2 separate regions of the Mus musculus genome follow, and region 2 is linked to region 1. The links are chromatin contacts, called in public Hi-C maps. All regions are on one chromosome and are shown on one strand. The core of a region is the stretch at or near the end of the contact, and the rest is flanking DNA. Distances in the headings are between cores, read along the strand shown. Region 1 overlaps Pawr (PRKC, apoptosis, WT1, regulator). Region 2 overlaps Syt1 (synaptotagmin I).

Region 1 (6,371 bases), core at 2,716-5,215:
ATGGGACCATACAGATGACACAGTTAATATGAAGAATAAAAATACAGGCAAGCAAGAGTCTGCTTGTAATATCTTACATTTCCATCTTTAAGTATAATTTTGAGATTTAAAAAAAAAATAAATTTAGTATGTGTGTGTATGTATGTATGTATGTATGTATGTATGTATGTCTGTCTGTGTATAGGTCTGTGTATATCAGTGCAGAGTCTCTCAGAAGCCAGAAGAGGGTGTGGATCCTCTAGAGCCACAATTAAAGGTACAGACTGGGGTGCTGGGAACCAAACTCAAGTCCTCTCGAAGGGCAGCAAGTGCTCTTGGCCACTGAACTGTCCTGCCAGCCCCTTAAGTCCATACACTGTTTCTAACTTGCAGAAGATTTCAAGTCCATTACCTTGTATGATCACAATCTTGACAGAAAGATCTCTGGGAATATGGGTAAAGTAAAAAGATAGGTCTAAAAGAACATTTAAAATGTAACTTTGAAAGCTCCATTTAAGGGCTGGAGAAACCTCTCAGGAGTTTAGAAGACTTGCTGTTCTTGCAGAAAACCAGGGTTTAGTTCCCAGCACCCACACCAGGTAGCTCTCGACCACTTACAACTCTAGTTCCAGGAGATCTGACGAACTCACACACACACACACACACACACACACACACACACACACACACACACACACACACACATGCACACACAGAAAGCTCTTTTAAAACTAGAAAAGCCTGCTAACTGTGATGCTTGCAGACAATACACTGCATGGATCTACACACATAGGAGTAAAGCCCCTCCCTCCCTCCCTACCTCCCTCCCTCCCTCCCTCTGCTCTGCTCCTCTCATCCCTACGACTTTTCATGAGGCATCATTGAAAAGCTCGCGTGCCATCTAAATGGACTATGACCACTGGGGCCACCCCTTGAGGAGGGAGAGTTCAGACTGAGCAGTACAGCCAATATGTGTTACTTAATGAAACAAAACATTAAAAAGGTGAATGATATGGTTAAAATATCATCACCCTCATGAAACCCACTGATTTACGCACAGTTACATGCTCACAACAGACTTCCAAATGGTAGAATAGAACCCTTCCCCGTCTCCCTTCCGTTCTACCCTGCCCCCACCCGCCACCTGCCCTGGAGCATAGCAGGCCTGTGCTCTCACACTGAGCCATTTAACTGAATCAACCTAAGAGTCTGTCAGCTGATAGCGACTAAAGCAGCGCAGTACACATACACAAGGCATTAAAAACCTTATAGAAATTCTGACATTTGCTAACAGGAATGAAAATGTCGAGCTAAGGACGGTCACAGACGCTGGGAAGCCAACTCAGGTCCTTTGCTCGAGTGTAAGTGCCCTTAACTGCTGAGCCATCTCAGCAACCCTTAACTACAGTACTTTTAACTCGCAGGAGATTTCAAATGCATTACAAGCCGGGCAGTGGTGGCACACGCCTTTAATCCCAGCACTCGGGAGGCAGAGGCAGGCGGATTTCTGAAGTTTGAGGCCAGCCTGGTCTACAGAGTGAGTTCCAGGACAGCCAGAGCTATGCAGAGAAACCCTGTCTCAAAAAAAACAAATAAACAACAAAAAAAAAAAAACCCAAAACAACAACAAAAAATTCATTACAAAAAAAAAAATCCTCAGAAAATATAAAGTAGAAAATGTCAAAAAAAAAAAAAAAAAGAAAGAAAAGAAAATGTCCCTGAAGGTATTTACGACAGTAAACAAATGCTGAGTATTTGAGTAGATAAGTTTGATATGTTTGAGATCACAGGTTATTTTGGAAAAAATGTTATAGATCATCAACATTTTTTATTAGATATTTTATTTACATTTCAAATGTTATCCCCTTTCCTAGTTTCCCTTCCTAAAATCCCCTATCTCCCCCCCCCACCCTCCCATTCCCCAACCCACCCATTCCCATTCCCAGTCCTTGCATTCCCCTATACTGGGGCATAGAACCTTCACAGGACCAAGGGCCTTCCCTCCCATTGATGACCAACTAGGCCATCCTCTGCTACATATATAGCTACAGCCACAAGTCCCACCATGTGTTTTCTTTGATTGGTGGTTTAGCTCCAAGGAGCTCTGGGGGTACTGGTTAGTTCATATTGATGTTCCTCCTATGGGGCTTCAGACCCCTTCAGCTCCTTGGTTACTTGGGGACCCTGTGCTCTGTCCAATGGATGACTGTGAGCATCCACTTCTGTATTTGCCAGGCACTGGATAGCCTCTCAGGAGACAGCTATATCAGACTCCTGTCAGCAAGCTCTTGTTGGATCTGCCATAGTGTCTGGGTTTGGATCATCAACATTTTAAACATGATATTAACAAATAAAGTCATAAATGTGATTCAAGGTCAGAGTATCTTTTTTGGAGCAGGCTGGCCTAAAACTAATTACGGGTAAGGATGAACCTAAATCCTCCTGGGTACAGACAAGCTCCACCAAACCTGGCTTCTGTGGTGGTGAGGACTGAACATGTGTTTTTGCATGTTAGACCAAATATTCTACCAACTATACTATTTCAGGTTCCAGCGTACCTTTCTTGTTTTTACTATTTTATTTATTTATTTGTTTGTTTGTTTGTTTGTTTGTTTATTTGAGACAGGGTTTCTCTGTGTAGCCCTGGGTCCTGGAACTCACTCTGTAGAACAGGCTGCCCTCAAACTCAGAAATTTGCCTGCCTCTGCCTCCTGAGTGCTGGGACTAAAGGCACATTCCAGTCACCTCCCAGGAACTGCTGAACTTGGTCGCTGCCTTTCTCACCTACTTGGGATGTTAACCCTTCAGTTTCCAATGTGGCAGGAGGGGCGGGGCAGTTCAATAACGCTTTTTCCAAAAGTCAAGAAAATGTATACTTTGGTGCTTGAATTGTAACATTTGCTCTATACCTCAATAAATATGAAACAGACTAAGAACAATGGAAGAAAAGATCTCATCTCTTCTCCAACGTAAGGTGTGTTTCCTCGGAATGATTGCACTATTTATAGGCTTCTCAAAAAACTCTAACTCTGTTTGCTTGAAACGAGGTCTCACAGTGTGAACATGAGGCCATCCTCCTGCCTCAGCTTCCGAGTGCCGAGATCACAGACATAAACCACCCCAAACCCGATTCATTTTTTTTTCTCTTCAAGGAAATTTTATAAATACAAAATCTATTTCTCTTCAAGGCAATTTTATAAATACAAAATCCATTTCAATCTTTTTTTATTATTCATAGTCTACAAATATCTAACTCGGAACATTCTTCAGGCCGTAACCATGCTATTAACTTCTTATCTCTCAAACAATTTTCCACCGAGTCCAAAAACAACAGAAAGCAAGTCTAACTGGGAAAGATTTATTTTGCTGACAGATTATTATACTTGGTCTAGCGTTCCTTCCATCCTCCAACGCATACACTTCCCACTGCTAACCCACATTAAATAGCTATTTCAACTGCCAAATAGCTCAAGATCTATATATAGTGAGCTCAATAAACTTGTCTCCTCTATTGTATCATAAAAATTCCAGAAGTCAATTAAAGTACCCATTTTTTTAAGTACGGCAAAACTGATTTCACATTTCCTCTCAAGTATACACAAGCAAGCAAGCAAGCAATTAAGATGACCCCTTTCCATTCGTGGCTAAGAACAAGAATTGGATTTTTATTGTGCCTAATTAATCTACTGCTTACACTGTTGTGACTTGCGCCTCCCTCTCTCCACTTTATTCTGTTCCAAGTTTTAGGGTCTGAGTTTTATCATGCATGCCTTCTTACAACTTCCTGTCTTTACTCAAATCTGGGAAGTAATTCTGGAAGCACATTAAACAGCTCAGACTTTTAAAGGCCAAACTGGAGCAAAATTCTCCATCCTGTAACAGAGTCTGTATTTTTTTTTTCCTTTTGGACTCCTATGGAGTTAACAGTAATCTGTCCTATAATAAACAAGCTCTTTAAACTATGCACATATGTTATCTTGTTGAACTTTACCACATTTCTACAAGGAAGCTGAGGACTGACACCATCTAACTGCAAAGAGCCTGTCCTTTCCAGACTCCTCAAGCAAGCTTCCTAGATGATAGTGTCATCTGACATAGCACTAAAACACACAGCCAATCAGATGCAGCTCCATCTTAATAATTTAAGAGAGCAAAGCAAACAGATCCGGAGCCTTCCTCCACCTGGAGACTCGCATGCTGAAGTGTACAAATCTCTCAGTTCTGGCTCCCTTAGAAAGAACCTTAACTTTGCAAACTGCATTTCTATAACTAAATGGTTAATCAGAGGAGATCACTGGTGTACAAGAAAAAAAAAAAGAAAAAAGAAAAAAATCTCTAGTGAGAATATCTCCATTTTGTAACCACTTCGGAGGGAGAGGCTGGCAGATCTTCAAGTTCAAGGCCAGCCTGGTCTTATAGAATGAGTTCCAGGACAGCCAGAACTACAAACCCTGTCTTATAAAACCAGAAATATGGATGGATGGATGGATGGATGGATGGGTAGATGGGTGGGTGGATGGATGGCTGGGTGGGTGGATGGATGGATGGGTGGGTGGATGGATGGATGGATGGGTGGATGGATGGATGGATGGATGGGTGGATGGATGGATGGATGAAACAAAAAATGGACTAAAAACTAAGTGTTCCAGAAGCATAGTCTAGGGACCATGTAGATCCCAAAGGCTCGCCAGAGTGAGCAACATCAAAGCAGTCTCCACAGCACCACTGTGTGCCTGGCCCTCTGGCCTTCTCTCTCTCTCTCAGGAATGTGCATCAAGCTGCAAGGCCCCAGGACCCACGGTTTCACAACAAGCAGAGGAAGCAGTGATGCAGGTAATGATGAGAATCCAGCTGTGCTCTGCAGCTGGGGATCAAAGACACAGAGGGCAGAACATGAGTCTCCTAAGCTTCTGCTTTGTGAAGCAGCCTTTGCAAAGATGATGTTCCTAAGCATACACAAGACAGTTTATTCCTGCTATTTCTAAACAACATAAATTCCTAAAGTTTACCCATCTGAAGTTCCTAGTAAGACGAACATTTGTAGAAATGGTAATATTTAAACGCACCAAAAATTAAAAAAAAAAAATCTGTGAGAGCACTCCACTGGGTAATTTTTAAGAACAGGAAGGGATCCCTCGAGTAAAGTTTGGTGACAGGTGTACATCTGACTCATCAGTCCCATCACAGAAGGAAAAGGGCCAGACTGTGACTCCTCCGTCAGAAGCAGAGAGCCACCTAAGAAGCAGCATTCTTCCTGCAAAAGCAATGACTGAACCTGAGCTTACACCTAACCTACACTTGACAGGAAATAATGAATCCCAATGGTTGTGTTGAACTTTAACGTAAACACTGCAGTACATGTGATCATCTCTTTCCAACAAATAAACTGCAAAGACAGACTTGCAGTATATAAGACCTTATTTGGTTAATATATAAAAAATCACACAAGACAAAATTGGAAATTTGAACTCTTAAGGCTTAACTATTATTTATAAAAAAAATAGTGATACAGTGGTTATTGTAAAAAAAAACAAAACCAAAAAACCAAAACCAAAACAAGAGTCCTATCTTTCATAATTCATTCTATTTATGAGTACTATATTAGGAAATCTGGGACCATATCAAAAAATGTGGTTAGGAGAATGGGTGAAATCAGATTTGGCATAAATTGATTAATTACTGAAGATATGTGTGCAATGGCACATCTGTACATAGGTTTCGTTATACTATCTTGTTTTCTTTACTTGCTTTTTTTTTTTCCTTAATAAAAGTGTGGAATATTTTAATATTTCCAGCAACAAGGAAATTTATTTCCCTAGGGTAAGTGAAATGGTTCATGCTTCAAGCATGGAGCATTAAACCTGGGGCATAAAGGAGCAGAGGTTCCCGGAGGAGCTAGCTCTGTGTGCTTCCAGGGTGCCTGGGTGCTCTGCTTTGCCCTTCTACACTCGATCAATACCTGAGGTTAGATTAGAGATGGTGTGTGTGTGTGTGTGTGTGTGTGTGTGTAGAACGAGGACAGGGTTATGGGGACGCACTACTCCCACTGAAGGCACACAAGCAAACTCACACAGGCTCCTGGACCATGACACAGGAAGGACTCAGAGACAAGGCCAGCGATGAAGACCCTGGTGCACTTTGAGATTTCTCCTATCTTGACTTACATACTTCAGACATTTCAAAGACCCTGACTGGTTTTATTAAAAGGATTTCAGTTTTTGAGATCCTGGAGGACAAGTCCTAAATGCTGGTGGCCTGAGATATGGACAAAATTCCCCATCCTAGAGCATGAAGCAAAACTAGAGAGGGCCAATAAACCTTAAAGTTAGGGTCTTGGGTACACTGATTTTAATGCAAGTTACAACAAAAGGTGATTTGCAGGCACACACACA
Region 2 (6,371 bases), core at 1,316-3,815, 190 kb before region 1:
ACCCCTCCAGCTCCTTGGGTACTTTCTCTAGCTCCTTCATTGGGTACCCTGTGTTCCATCCAATAGATGACTGTGAGCATCCACTTCTGTATTTGCCAGGCACTGGCATAGCCTCACAGGAGACAGCTATATCAGGCTCCTGTCAGCAGGCTCTTGTTGGCATATGCAATAGTGTCTGGGCTTAGTGGTTGTTTATGGGATGGATCCCCAAGTGGGGCAGTCTCTGGCTGGTCCTTCCTTCAGACTCAACTCCGAACTTTGTAACTCTTTCCATGGGTATTTTGTTCCCCCTTCTAAGAAGAATCGAAGTATCCACACTTTGGTCTTCCTTCTTGAGTTTCATGTGTTTTGCAAACTGGACATAGTACTACCTGAGGACCCAGCAATACCACTCCTGGGCATACACCCAGAAGATGCTCCAACATGTAATAAGGACATGTGCTCCTCTATGTTCATAGCAGCCTTATTTATAATAGCCAGAAGCTGGAGAGAACCCAGATGTCCCTCAACAGAGGAATGGATACAGAAAATGTGGTACATTTACACAATGGAGTACTACTCAGCTATTCAAAACAATGAATTTATGAAATTCTTAGGAAAATGGATGGATTGGAGGATATCCTGAGTGAGGTAACCCAATCACAAAAGAACGCACATGATATGCACTCACTGATAAGTGGATATTAGCCCAGAAACTTAGAATGCCCTGTGCATTCTTGAAGCATCCAAAGGCACTGTCCATGCTTGGCCGATTTGGCAGCAGCTGAAATGAGATGGAACTTGCATCTAAAGGGTTTTCCTAGGACCAACGTGATAATATGAGAACCCATTCTGGTGCTGTGGTCACGCACAGTCTTTCTCATGCCCTGTCCCCATGATGGAAGAAACAGACATGTTGAAAAGACTCAGTGTCCGGGTAAATCTCACCAAGTTTGGTTTCATCGTTTTCATGAGTTTGCATTGGCTTCAGAGTCAGAATCATACTTAAAACTCCAGTTCTCCCTGCCCTCCTCTAGAAGATGCCTGCCTACCACGAACTCGACAGTGAGGGGACTCTAAAGATGGGTAAAGAAGAATGCATACTAGCCTGTTAAAGTGCTGGAGAGTGGCCTGCACATGTAGGTGCATGTAGGCATGTGTAGGTGCATGTAGAACACTTTTATCTTTGTGACTCTGCCATGTATTATGGTACAGAGGTATATGTGCATGGCTGTGGAAGTCAGAAACACCTAGAACACTGTGGGTCACGACCCCTTTGGAGAAGCCAAACACTTTTTGTGATGGTTGCCTTAGATAGCCAGAAAACACAGATATTAACATCACAGTTCATAACAGTAGCAAAACTGCAGTTACGAAGCAGCCACAAACATGCTTCTATGGTTGGGGGTCACCATGTAAGGAACATAAGGAACTGTATTAAAGGGCTGCAGCGTTAAGAAGGTTGAGAACCGCTGACCTTGAGGGATGAGTTGCTGGCCCTGAGACTTAGTGTCCCCAGCTGCTGAAAAAAGGATGATAATACCTTCTTCATAGGGAACAACGGGTGACTGTTAGCTGAACTGACCTGCAGTGGGGCTTTCCACAGGCCCTGACAAGCAGTCAGGTGATTTGTATTCTTCTGTAACTTGGCCATGACTCACTGTTTTCTCTGGATTTATCTCTGGAATTCCCCTTGAGGTGATTCGGACTTGTGGCTCACTACTTTCCGTGTACTTCCCCCACTAATAGAGAAACAAAGTTAAATTTAACATCAGGAGTTATCTTAAGAGGAAAATACATTCATTTAAAAAAAAAAAAAAGGACAACTCTGATGGTTTTGAGGAAAAAAAATCACCAAACACAGAGGGGGTTCAATGGAAGAGATGGGACACAACGCCCCCCTTCCCCACTGTGGCTCTTCAGCACCAAGTGGCAGTCTCACTACGCTGTGTCCCACTTCCAGACCAGTCCAGAGGCCTGAGAAGCTGGAAAGAGACAGGAAACTTGAGTTTTACGCTACTGACCCTCATTTGACATAGCAAGATGGCTCCCCACCCACACTCTCAGAATTGGAAACGTGAGCCTGAGGAGAGTCTATCGTCTTTGCAGAACACTGCCATCGAGACAGTAGACCTCACGTCTGGTAGCTTCTCTCTATCGACAGCACAGTTGTTTTATTTATTTATTTATTTATTTATATTCAAAGTAGATGCAAGCTCCTCCAGTGCCTCTCCCTAATGTGAGAAGACCTGATTGTCTACGATTCTTACACTCAGAGCAGAAGTGCTTGCTCTCTGTTTAGCAGTCTCCAAGTGGATGCGTGGACACATGTTATGTTCTTCTTTTCCTCCCCCAGCCACATAACTACGTGATCGTGACCTCCTCCTACTGGCCCCTTCCCCTACAAACAATGGTATCTGAGCCTCGGTCCAGTTCACACTGCCTTCGAATAGTCGTTGATTCCAGAAACTCTTAAGACATGGGAATATTCTCCTGGCTGACATCCTTTGAGCCTGGCCTAGGATACTTGAGTTCAAAGCATAGGTACAGAAAGACAGTTCAAGATGAGCCATTTTCAACAGGAGGTGGCAGTAGCAGCCAGGGATTGAGCACCCTTCCTGAGCCCTGCTCACGGGAGCCATCCAGCCATCCTGACCTGCAGTTTGGCATTCTAAAGCCAAAAGGCAGAACAAGCCTGAGGTCCCCCGCCCTCCATGAGCCCCGCAACTATTCCAAACCCCGAAATTGCACGAACACGAAAGCCAAACAAGCAAAGGAATGAGCTGTGAGGCTGTTCCTAAGTCTTACTGCAGAGGACAGAAGGAGCCCTCTCGTACATCAACTGATATGGCTTCAGAAGGGTCTTGAGGAAGGTTATGAGGAGGGTCAGCAGTACAGGCTGACTGGGAAAACAAGAACTCCAGAGCCAATCCACACCCTCGATGAGACTTAACAAGGAGACTCAGCCAAACCCTCTGACAGATTAGGGAATACGGAATCTTCTTCAGAAATTCTACGAAGGGTCCAAAAAAGATAATGGCCAGAAAAACTTGGTTTGTAAATTATGATATATAAACATACAAAGATATTTGATTTTGGCTCACTTGTTGAATTTGACCCTACAGCTCCAAATTTAGCAGACAGACTGACTGACACAAGACACAGAGACACATACACACTTTCTTTCCTTCTCTCTTTCTTGCTTTTTTTTTTTTTTTTTTTTGTCCCTGTTACAAGGCCAGAAGCAGTTGGAGTGTGGACCTATTATTTCTCTGATAATTATAATTTCCCAGAGAGTTAAGGCACACAAATTACTTTGTAATAGCTTTAAATTCTTTGCTTTGTCCTCGGTCTACAATTATGCACTCGCCCGTGCTCCCGTCATTGGTTGTCCTGATTTATGAAACCTCTGTTCTCTGATCTCAGTTTTTACCTCTGCCTCCTTTAAAATGTACAGAACGTGGCCGCAAGGTCACATTTCTCATCATCACAGAGTCCCGCTCTCAGGTGTAGTCATTACCGTCTTAATAAGGTGGGCAGTTAGGCCCTCAGTAGTCTATCTCATCCGCTAGATAATTGCTCGGCCTTCGCTGTAAAACCCCCATTTTGTGCCTCGCTCTGAGTCCAGAGTTGCCATGTTCAAACATCTATTGATTTGGTGCGTGTATTAATTAAAAACTTATTTCTCGCCAGGGATGTGATAGATGAACTGCCATGCATGAGAAAGGAACATGTAATTAATCTTACCCAGTTTCACTTGTTGCAGAAACAATGTCACCAGAAAGTTTCCTGGTAACTGCCGGGCTGTTAGCACAACCTTTTCAAAATCCAGGAACCAAACAGAGCTCAGCAGTAGACCTCTTGCTGAAGAGGTGTGAGGCCCTGGGTTCAATGCCTAGCACTGGAGGAAAAAAAAATCCTGAAATGAATGTATTCATTGTAGAATCAATTATTCATTGCAGGTAGATTTATGAGGCATGCAACCATACAAAAAGGTTTTATGTTCTTAATAGAGCAAAGATCTATAATTTCTTTTTGATCTACTTTTAAACCAGAGGGACTTTAATCCACATTTAGACATACCTAAATTCTTGTGCCTGAATGGCAAAGAGATATAGAAATTTCCAGAACATCCTTATTAGCGTGGGATCACTAACTGGGCCATAGGCTAAAGCCAAGGTTCAGTTTTATTATTTCTCTTGCTGCCTTGATCATCTTTCTGCACTCATTTGGCTTGAAGGCACAGACATTCCCTGTAGATTATCTCGACTTGGCCCTGGGTGTCTGCTACACATTTTCCTTCCTAATATGGTAGCAGGAGAGGCTCTTGGAGCTCCAGCGACTTTCCCTGGCCTTGTGGAATGTGGGGAGGAAAGAATCCCACAGAGATGAAAACATTCGAATTTGCATTGATAAAGAAAATGAAAGAAAACTGAAAAGAGGGTAGATCTCTTAAAACTTTCTTTTGTTTCCTTACTCTGGATGCGTAGCCATCTCCTAATATCTCCTGTTGGTCTGTGGAGGAATTAACATTGTTCATTTATTGACCATAACGTCAGTCATGAGCCCTGAAAGAAATCGTGAGTTTTCTGCAGAAGGAATTCTAGCAGAATAAAGTTCTCATCATCATCACAGTTGAAATCCTCAAAGCATCCTAACACTCAGCGCTGCTAATTAGCCACATAAAGATGCAATCTCAGAGAGTAAGTCCCACATCCCTGAAACGGAGTAATGGATCATGCTCCGTCCTGACAGTGTACAAATTACACTGTTTGTCTTCATTCCGGATCTGTATGAACCAGTGCTCAAGAAATGACTCTGTTGCCTGCCCATGTATTGACTGCTTTACAGTTCAATACCGGTTTTTTTCTCTCCTGGTCATAAATTAGTTCAAAGAAATATTCGCTTGATAAAAATTCTTCAAACCATCTATCCCAGACTTGGAGACAGCTCAATGGTAGACGTTCTGCCTAACAAAATAAAGTCTAGGTTCAGTCTCCAACATGGACACATATCTTTCAAATTGACACAAACTAGTGTCCCGAGGAAGGAGAGACTTAATTGAGGAAATGCCTCCATCAGATTGGCCTGAGGGGCTGGCTGTCTTTGTGGCATTTTTCTTGCTTGTTGATTGGTGTGGGAGGGCCAAGCCCATCATGGATGGTATCCCTAGGGACACCATACTAGGTAGGTGGGCCCAAGGTGAATAAGAAGAGAGCCAAATCAGAAAGATGAGGCAGGGAGCTAGACACTAAGGAGCGCTCCTTCGCTGTTCCAGCCCTGAGCTCCTTCCCCTACTTCCCTCAGTGATGAACTGTTACCTAGGAGTGTAAGATGAAATAAACCTCCTCCCCAAGTTGTGTGTGGCCATGGTGTTTTATCACAGTACCAGGGAAGGACAGTAGGACAATATATAAATATGTACAGCTTGACCCCCACGCTAATGTATCAGCACTGAAGACTGGGTTTGAGTTTAGCTGGCAGTTGTTGGTGGGTGGCCCGTGTCTTTAATCCCAGCGCTGGCAGGTAGATCTTTGAGTTCAAGGCCAGCCTGGGCTATAAAGTGAGTTCTAGGACAGTTAGGGCTACACAGAGAATCCCTGTCTGGAGAAGAAAAGAAAGAAAAAAGGGAAGGGAAGGGAAGGGAAGGGAAGGGAAGGGAAGGGAAGGGAAGGGAAGGGAAGGGAAGAAAGGAAAGGAAAGGAAAGGAAAGGAAAGGAAAGGAAAGTCTGCCTAGCTTATTACAGCTGTTGTCAAAAAAAAATGGATGAAAAGAAGTCATTTAAATTCAACATGCTATGGTAAAAATATATGTGAACATATTTTTTTAATGATGTTCCAAGTGGTCTTCTTTTTTGGACAGTGAATTTCTTAAGACGCAGTTAAGTCTTCCACCTTCCTCAGCATCTGGCTTGCATGTCTCAGAACCGTGTGGCAGCCATACAAAACAGTAAGAGGGAGCAGCGCAGTGACCCTTTGCTGAATGGCCCATAGAAGACATTCACTTACGTCTCAGGGCCAGACTCTGAAGGGCCTGGGCCACAGGCAGGGAAGCATGGATGGACAGGTTCTCTTTGTATTATTGATGCACAAATGCTCAGCCAAACACTGGGCACCAAAGCTGAAGGCCAAGTGGATTCTGGAGAACGTGAGTCATCTCCTTAGCTCCCAGATATATTCATGTCTGGTTAAATTAGAAATAGTTTTCTTTGTTACACACACACACACACACACACACACACACACACACACACACACACACATGCTGTAGAAAAATCTTAAAATGTAAGTAACTAGAAAACTGAAATCAACATAAAATGTACCACATAGAGAAAAGCAAGGGTAATTAGGAGATGTATTTCCAGCATGCTTTTCATGCCTGTATATGTCTG

Evidence for each region. A called contact is a pair of places that touch in the nucleus more often than the background predicts.
Region 2: a contact with region 1 is called in a Hi-C map of uterus, with 2.7 times the contacts expected there. The contact joins two enhancer-like sites. A contact is called at or near these places in 2 of 484 Hi-C or Micro-C datasets (nephron progenitors and uterus) and 2 of 115 datasets of contacts at active chromatin or transcription factors (epiblast stem cells and pancreatic cancer cells).

The regions. Positions count from the first base shown.
Region 1 is chr10:108,347,910-108,354,280 of GRCm38.p6, reverse strand. The region is part of intron 2 of Pawr (PRKC, apoptosis, WT1, regulator); the gene reads right to left. Among named protein-coding and RNA genes, the nearest start is that of Gm23105, 13 kb to the left of the region's middle. Within about 2 kb of position 3,965, at least 27 of the 459 cell types and tissues checked have an H3K27ac peak or open chromatin away from gene starts, as enhancers often do. A contact at or near this core is called in uterus, where this site is marked.
Region 2 is chr10:108,534,030-108,540,400 of GRCm38.p6, reverse strand. The region is part of intron 9 of Syt1 (synaptotagmin I); the gene reads left to right. Among named protein-coding and RNA genes, the nearest start is that of Gm36601, 81 kb to the right of the region's middle. Within about 2 kb of position 2,565, at least 78 of the 459 cell types and tissues checked have an H3K27ac peak or open chromatin away from gene starts, as enhancers often do. A contact at or near this core is called in uterus, where this site is marked.